Linked DNA regions of Sus scrofa: region 2 is linked to region 1. A link is a contact called in public promoter capture Hi-C data. All regions are on one chromosome and are shown on one strand. The core of a region is the stretch at or near the end of the contact, and the rest is flanking DNA. Distances in the headings are between cores, read along the strand shown. Region 1 holds the start of LIPE (lipase E, hormone sensitive type). Region 2 holds the start of DEDD2 (DNA-binding death effector domain-containing protein 2).

Region 1 (3,138 bases), core at 304-2,803:
CTCCAGCCCCAGTGCCTGTTCCCGAATACCCGCAAAGACACCTGACAGCCGCCGTGCTGTCTCCCCAGGGCCCTGGCCAGAGAAGAAGGCCATGTTGTCCTCCGCCAGGGTCACCAGTGACTGTGTCATTGTGCGCAGGTCCATGCTGTGCGTGAGCCGTGAGGCTGCGGGCAGGTCAGGAGGCACATTAAGGCAGGGCTGGGTGACCCCTTGCTCAGCTGGGCCCTGGGTTCCAGGAGTCCAGGCTCTATCCCCTCCTCCCACAGGCCCATGCGTCAGACCCCAGCCTCCTCCATCAGACCCAAGGGTGGAATTTAGGGCTTCAGCCCCTCTTCCCTTGGGAATCATGGGTCCAGGTACCCAGGCCCTCTCTTCCTCAAGAGTTGAGTTTGATCCCTCAGCCCTCTCCTTCCTCAGACCCAAGAGTCCAGGCCCCAGGAGTTTCCATTCTCTTATTTGGGAAACTTAATGGTTCTGTAGCTCCAGCATCTGTTCTACAGCACAGGAGTCTGTGTAGCCCTCTTTCATCCTTCCAGGGACCCAAGTTCAGGTATCTGTCTCCATTTACTCCCCTGGGGCCCAGGACTCCTTCTACGTTCTGAGCAATCTGGACCCAAAGTTAGTCCCTTCTCTTAGGACCAGGAGTTGCCCACAGGCCCTTGCCCTCTGCAATATTTGGGAGAGTCTGGCCCTCAACCCACCCATTCCCATCCACCTGCTGGTGTCCCAGGACCCTGGTCCCAACCCAATTCTCTTCCTGAACCCAGGAGTTCATAATTCCAGTCTTACCTATGACTGATATGTCCAGTCTGGCTGTGGAATCCTTTCCAAACCCCTCCCTGTTCCTTTGGGGTCCCCAAATCTTGGTCCCACTCCTTCCCCCAGCTGAGCCCCTGGCCTTCAGGCCTGTCCACCTGGCTTAGCTTGCATGGGCCAGCTCTGCTCCCTGCCTGGAACAGTATTCCTCCTGCTGTTAGCCCGGAACTCATTCCCTCCAGACCCTGTGCTTAGTGTATTCTGTGTGTTTGCTGTTTGGTCCTCACTGACCTTCCGAGACCCAGACCATCTCAGTTCAGGTTTCGACCATTGTTAGGAGCATCCCCATCTCCCAAGAGAGGGAACTGAGGCTCAGGGGTGTTAAGGATGGAGTTGAAGGCCGCGTTCAAACTGGGAGAGCAGGAGCTCTCCTGTCCCAGGGCTCTGAAGGCTGGGCCTCAAAAACTTGCCCTGGACCAGGCCTGAAACCCCCCAGCCCCCCACGCTCCAGGGTCCCCAGTGAGCTCTTCGGGATCTCTGCCCTGTCACCTGGATCCCAGACAAGCTGTTCCTGTTCCCCTGGGTGACAGATGCTACCTTCTACTTCAGAACCTCTTCCCTCCTGAAACCCATCCAGCACCTTGCCTGGCTCCCCTGATCCTTCAGTAAAAGGCGTTTGGTTCTTCTCCCTTCCAAGCCCTTGGGTTTGGCAGTGGCCATTCCTGTCTGTCAGCTGGCTGTGAACTCACCCCTGCCGGGCCTCTTCAGAGCTCCCCAGGGCTGGGACTGCCGACTATGGCTAGTGCCAGTTGCAGCCTGGGGTGATAATCCCGGGGAGGGGCCAGCCTGCCCAGGGTGTGGCCACTTGCTCCACCTACTCATCCAGAAAGGACAGGGGCAGCCTCCGTGATGTAAACAGAGCCTGGAGCGGAACTCACTGCCCCCTCCGCCCGCTCCTGGTCACTGTCCCAACCTCTTCTGCCTTAGAACCCTGGAGTTTTGGCCTCCCTTGGTTCCAGGAGTCCAGACTCCTAGTCCCGTCAACAGTTAGAAACTGAAGCATCCAGGTCCCCTTTCCCCTCCTCCCTTGTACCCAGAAGTCTCACTCTAGACCTGAACAAAGTGAACAAAGTGTGCCCTCTTGCCCAGCCTGGCTGTCCTCTTCCTCAGGGTAGATTCAGGGAGCGAGAGCCATGGTCTCAGCTCTGCCAGGCTGTGGCACAGCCAGCCCCAGCTGGTGGGGAGAGAGAGGGGAGCCAGCCTGTTCGGAGGACAAAAGCCAATGAAGGGCAGTGCCAAGCTCAGTGAGGGGCCTGAGCACAGGTCCTACTGTGTGGTGTTCCCGCACCAGGCACCCTGTACCTGCCACTCACCCTCAGAGCCCAGCGTGCTGTGACTGTCGTCCCCACCTCACATATGGGAAACTAAAGCTCAGAGACCCTTTTCCTTCACTATCCTATGGGCTCCTTGCCTGGCCAGCTCTTTCCCACCCTTCAGGCCTCAGCCTGTCACCTCCTCCAGGAGGCACTCCCTAAGCCCTCCTGCCCATCGAACATGCACCCCCCCGCTTCCTGCCATCATATTTAAGTTGTTGTTCTTCCTAGAATTTGATACATTTTCAATTTTCCATTTATTTGTTTACATGCTAGTTTGTCTCCCCCAGGAGCTGAACCTGGGAAGCTTTTACAAGTGGAGGTGGGGCTCTTTAGGAAAAACAACAGAGGGAGTTCCCATTGTGGCTCAGTGGAAACGAATCTGTCTCGTATCCATGAGGACGCAGGTTCGATTCCTGGTCTTGCTTGGTGGGTTAAGGATCTGATGTTGCCGTGAGCTGGTGTAGGCTGCAGATGCGGCTCAGGTCCTGCGCTGCTGTGGCTGTGGCATAGGCTACAGCTCCGATTTGACCCCTAGCCTGGGAATCTCCGTATGCTGTGGATGTGGCCCCCAAATAAGTAAGTAAATATATAAACAAGCAATAGAAAGAGAAAGAATAGGAAATCACGAGTACAAAATCAGGTACAGGGCCTTGGAAGGGACCTGTGTATATGAGAGGCCCTGAGGCCTCAGTATCATTTGCTTGACTGTAGAGGACTCCTCCTCTGTCCCTCTGCCTCGAATGTCATCCCCACTGGGGTGTGGGTGGCTCCAGGGTCCATCATGGGACCTAGTACATAACCCAGCAAATACTTGAAGGAAGGAAAGTGAAGAGTCAGAGTGAGGGCAGGTGGGCTGCACGGAGACCTTGGAGAAGACCACCCCTCCCCAGGGCAGACAGATGGACATACAGAGGCCTCTGGAAGCAGCTCTAAGCTTGGTGGCTGTGACCACAGAACACTCGTCTAAGCCACTGGCCGGGTGATCCTCCATGAGCTTGGTTTCCTC
Region 2 (3,114 bases), core at 418-2,917, 160 kb before region 1:
CTCTCTCTCTCTGCTCCACCACTTTGTTTCAGTCTTCCTATAAACACATCTAAAAAGTAAATCCTTCATTTGTCTTAAAGTCTGAAACCCCTACTAAATGTAAGCCTCATAGAACAAACACTTTTGTCAGCCACGTCACGCTGTATCTCCTGTCCCCTCTTCCCCATTCTCTAGGCGCACAGAATTTAATTATTTTATGTAGGCAAGCTGCTTAACTCTTCTGAACCCGTTTTCCCTATACAGTGGGAACAGTGACAGGACTTCCTCTTAGGATTACCAATAGGATATAAGGTAACAGTACATATATAAGAAGGGCTGACCGCTGTGCCTGGCATGAAATAAACCTTCCGTGAACAGTGGCCACAAACACTGATATTGATGCGGCCAAACTCCACAAGCTCACCCCTCCCAATGCCATGCCTCCTCCCGCTTATGTTTCTCTTTGATACCCAAGGGGGAGGAAAGCGTGAGATGGGATGTACATTGTCCGATATGGCACTCCCCACATCTGGCAGCAAGGCCCTCTCCCCACCGGAAGTGTGTCACCCGCCCAGTCAACCATACCTGGCCGGCGCCGCTTGCGCGCCAGGTGCGGCAGCAAGTCGTGGCGGGCCAGCACGCGCAGGAGTTGCCCCAGCAGCCGCAGGTTGCTCTCGTCGCACTGCCCGCGGCGCTCCAGCTCCAGCAGCAGCTCCAGGCCGCTGCGGGCGCGGGCTAGGCCGCCGGCGGCGCCTGGGACCTCGTCCAGCAGGAAGGCTAGCAGCTCCAGCTCGCACTCAGTCAGTTGCCCGCCCACCACCTCGAACATGCGGTGAAGCGACAGCATCCCGTAGTAGTCCAGGCACTCATCCTCCTCCCAACTCGGGGCCGGGGTCGACCCGGACAGCGCCATACCCGGGGGAGAGGAGGCGGAACCAGCTCGGAACGAGGGCCTAGAACCCACACAGCGGGGTCTGTGGTCAGCTACGCGGGGGCCTGGACCTCACTGCCGCCGGTGCGTCTCTCCTGCTGCGTGCCGCCGGGCAGGGCCACCCTCAAGTCCCAGCCGTGTTAGCCTCCCCCTTTTCCTACAAGAGAATGGTATCGCCCGAGGTCCCCTAGTAACAGGTCGAGACGCCAGACCCCACTAGTCCTCCAACCACTCCGGCTGGCCAAGCCCGAACGCCCCTCCCCGGGTGGTATGTTCCAAACAAGCCTCCGGACCCAAGAGATTCATTCGAAACAAGCCTGGGGACCCAACGCACGGCACCTTTCCGACTGCCCTTTGACTTTGAGTACCAATGTCCGGACATGCCCCTTGACTCTGTCCAGTGGTACAGTCCGATCAGCCCCACAGCTCCACCTAAGTGGTGCCGTCCAAAAGTGACCCTCTGCCCGGACCAAAGCAGTCCTTCGCTCCACACGGGTAGCGCAGTCGGAACCCGAGCCCAGAGCCCCGTAAGGGCGGTACCGCCCTCTCCCCAGCACCCAGGTTGGTCCAGTCTACCGCCACCAGTCGCTCTTAGATCTCTCTAGATCCTCACCGAATTCCGGCGTCTGAAGACTCCTGGGCGATGGCCACAGCCACTTGTTTTGGATCTTTCTGGCACCTTCTCTATTATTACGCCTGCGTCACCTCGCCCCTCCTCCTTCCCCCAACTCGCGCAGGTGCGACCGACACGCCCCCTAGGCGCATGCGCAGTGAGGCTTCCAAGCCCCTCCCCCCGGGACTGCTTCCCCAACTGGAGCGTTTGCACCGCCTCTGCTGCGCCTGCGCAGACCGAGAGCTGTTCAGCGTCTGAGCTGCTTCTGGGACCCCTTTGCAGGATTGCTTCTGCCCGCGGCATAAGCCACGGATTCTTTGTTCCCCCGTGTCACGACCTGTTGAAACTACTAATGTCACGGGCTACAGCTCCCTCCTAATCATGACCTAGGCTCCTACTTTACCACTGCTCCTGATGCCCATGGCGAAGGACCACAATCACGACCGTCCTGACTCCAGAGTAGCACCTAGACCTTTTATGATAGGGACTTGGACTCTCCTCTATTAGACTGCTTCTTACTTCCGTTGACAACCTACATCTCATCTGGGCCACCTCACCATCCCAACCGGAATCTCCCCTCATCCAACAGAAATCCCCCATCTATAAGTTCCTTCCCTGATCAAGACCAGGACTCCCGCATCTCATGTTAGGAACAAATACCTCATTCCTGATTGCAATTGGGTCCTCCATCTCCATTCTGCACCTTCCCATGGCATCCATCACGATTCCATTAGTCAGACACGCCCTCTCCCAGCAACTCAAACTCCCCTCCTATAACCTTTTCCAATCTCTACCCTCCAAGGTCACAGGGATTCCCAATACCTCCTCTCTAACCTGCACCTATGAGTTTTACTCTGGCAAGAGAGGTCTCTATCAAAAGAGCTGGTGACTGGAGTTCCCATCGTGGCTCAGTGGTTAACGAATCCGACTAGGAACCATGAGGTTGCAGGTTCGATCTCTGCCCTTGATGAGTGGGTTAAGGATCCCGCGTTGCCCTGAGCTGTGGTGTTGGTCGCAGACGCAGCTCGGATCCCGCGTTGCTGTAGCTCTGGCGTAGGCCAGCGGCTACAGCTCCGATTCGACTCCTAGCCTTGGAACCTCCATATGCCCCAGGAGTGACCCAAGAAGTGGCAAAAAAGACCAAAAAAAAAAAAAAAAAAGTTGGTGACTGAGCGCACATGGCACGCCCTGCCTCCCCCACTTATGTGACTCAAAGTTAGGGCTGGCACGCCTTGAAACAGATCTCCTTCCCCAACTGGTTCCCCACCCCCGGAATTATCACCCCCTTGAGAGGTGGGAGGGCTGGGTTCTACCTGGCATAAGCTCAGCACTAGCTCTGCTTGGGCTGCAGCAGTGACCTCTAAAGAGTCCCTTCCTCTCTCTCCAGTGGCAGCTGTCATCTACTGAAACTCAGCCTTGGGCTGGACACACAGTTGGCCCCTAGTAACTGAATATCATTGAATCAACTGACAAGAGAGAGGAAAGGGAAAGCAATTTTACAAACTAGGAAGGACCATGTCCACGTTAGGTGGTTACAGTGAGCATTCACAGTGTAGGAGGCCCTATGCTGAGTGCTTTTACCTGTTTGATT

What was found. Promoter capture Hi-C pulls out the DNA fragments that hold promoters and counts their contacts.
Region 2: a contact with region 1 is called in a promoter capture Hi-C map of fetal liver, with 2.3 times the contacts expected there. The contact joins the promoter of DEDD2 here to the promoter of LIPE in region 1. A contact is called at or near these places in 1 of 5 promoter capture datasets (fetal liver) and 1 of 47 Hi-C or Micro-C datasets (epiblast stem cells).

The regions. Positions count from the first base shown.
Region 1 is chr6:49,547,803-49,550,940 of Sscrofa11.1, reverse strand. LIPE (lipase E, hormone sensitive type) reads right to left here and starts at 1,553. Exons shown (of 10, transcript NM_214315.2): 1 at 1,506-1,553; 2 at 1-164. The coding sequence starts at 144. The region is part of intron 1 of ATP5SL (ATP synthase subunit s-like protein); the gene reads left to right.
Region 2 is chr6:49,709,501-49,712,614 of Sscrofa11.1, reverse strand. It overlaps DEDD2 (DNA-binding death effector domain-containing protein 2), which reads right to left and starts at 1,667. Exons shown (of 6, transcript XM_013988629.2): 1 at 1,524-1,667; 2 at 565-1,067. The coding sequence starts at 892.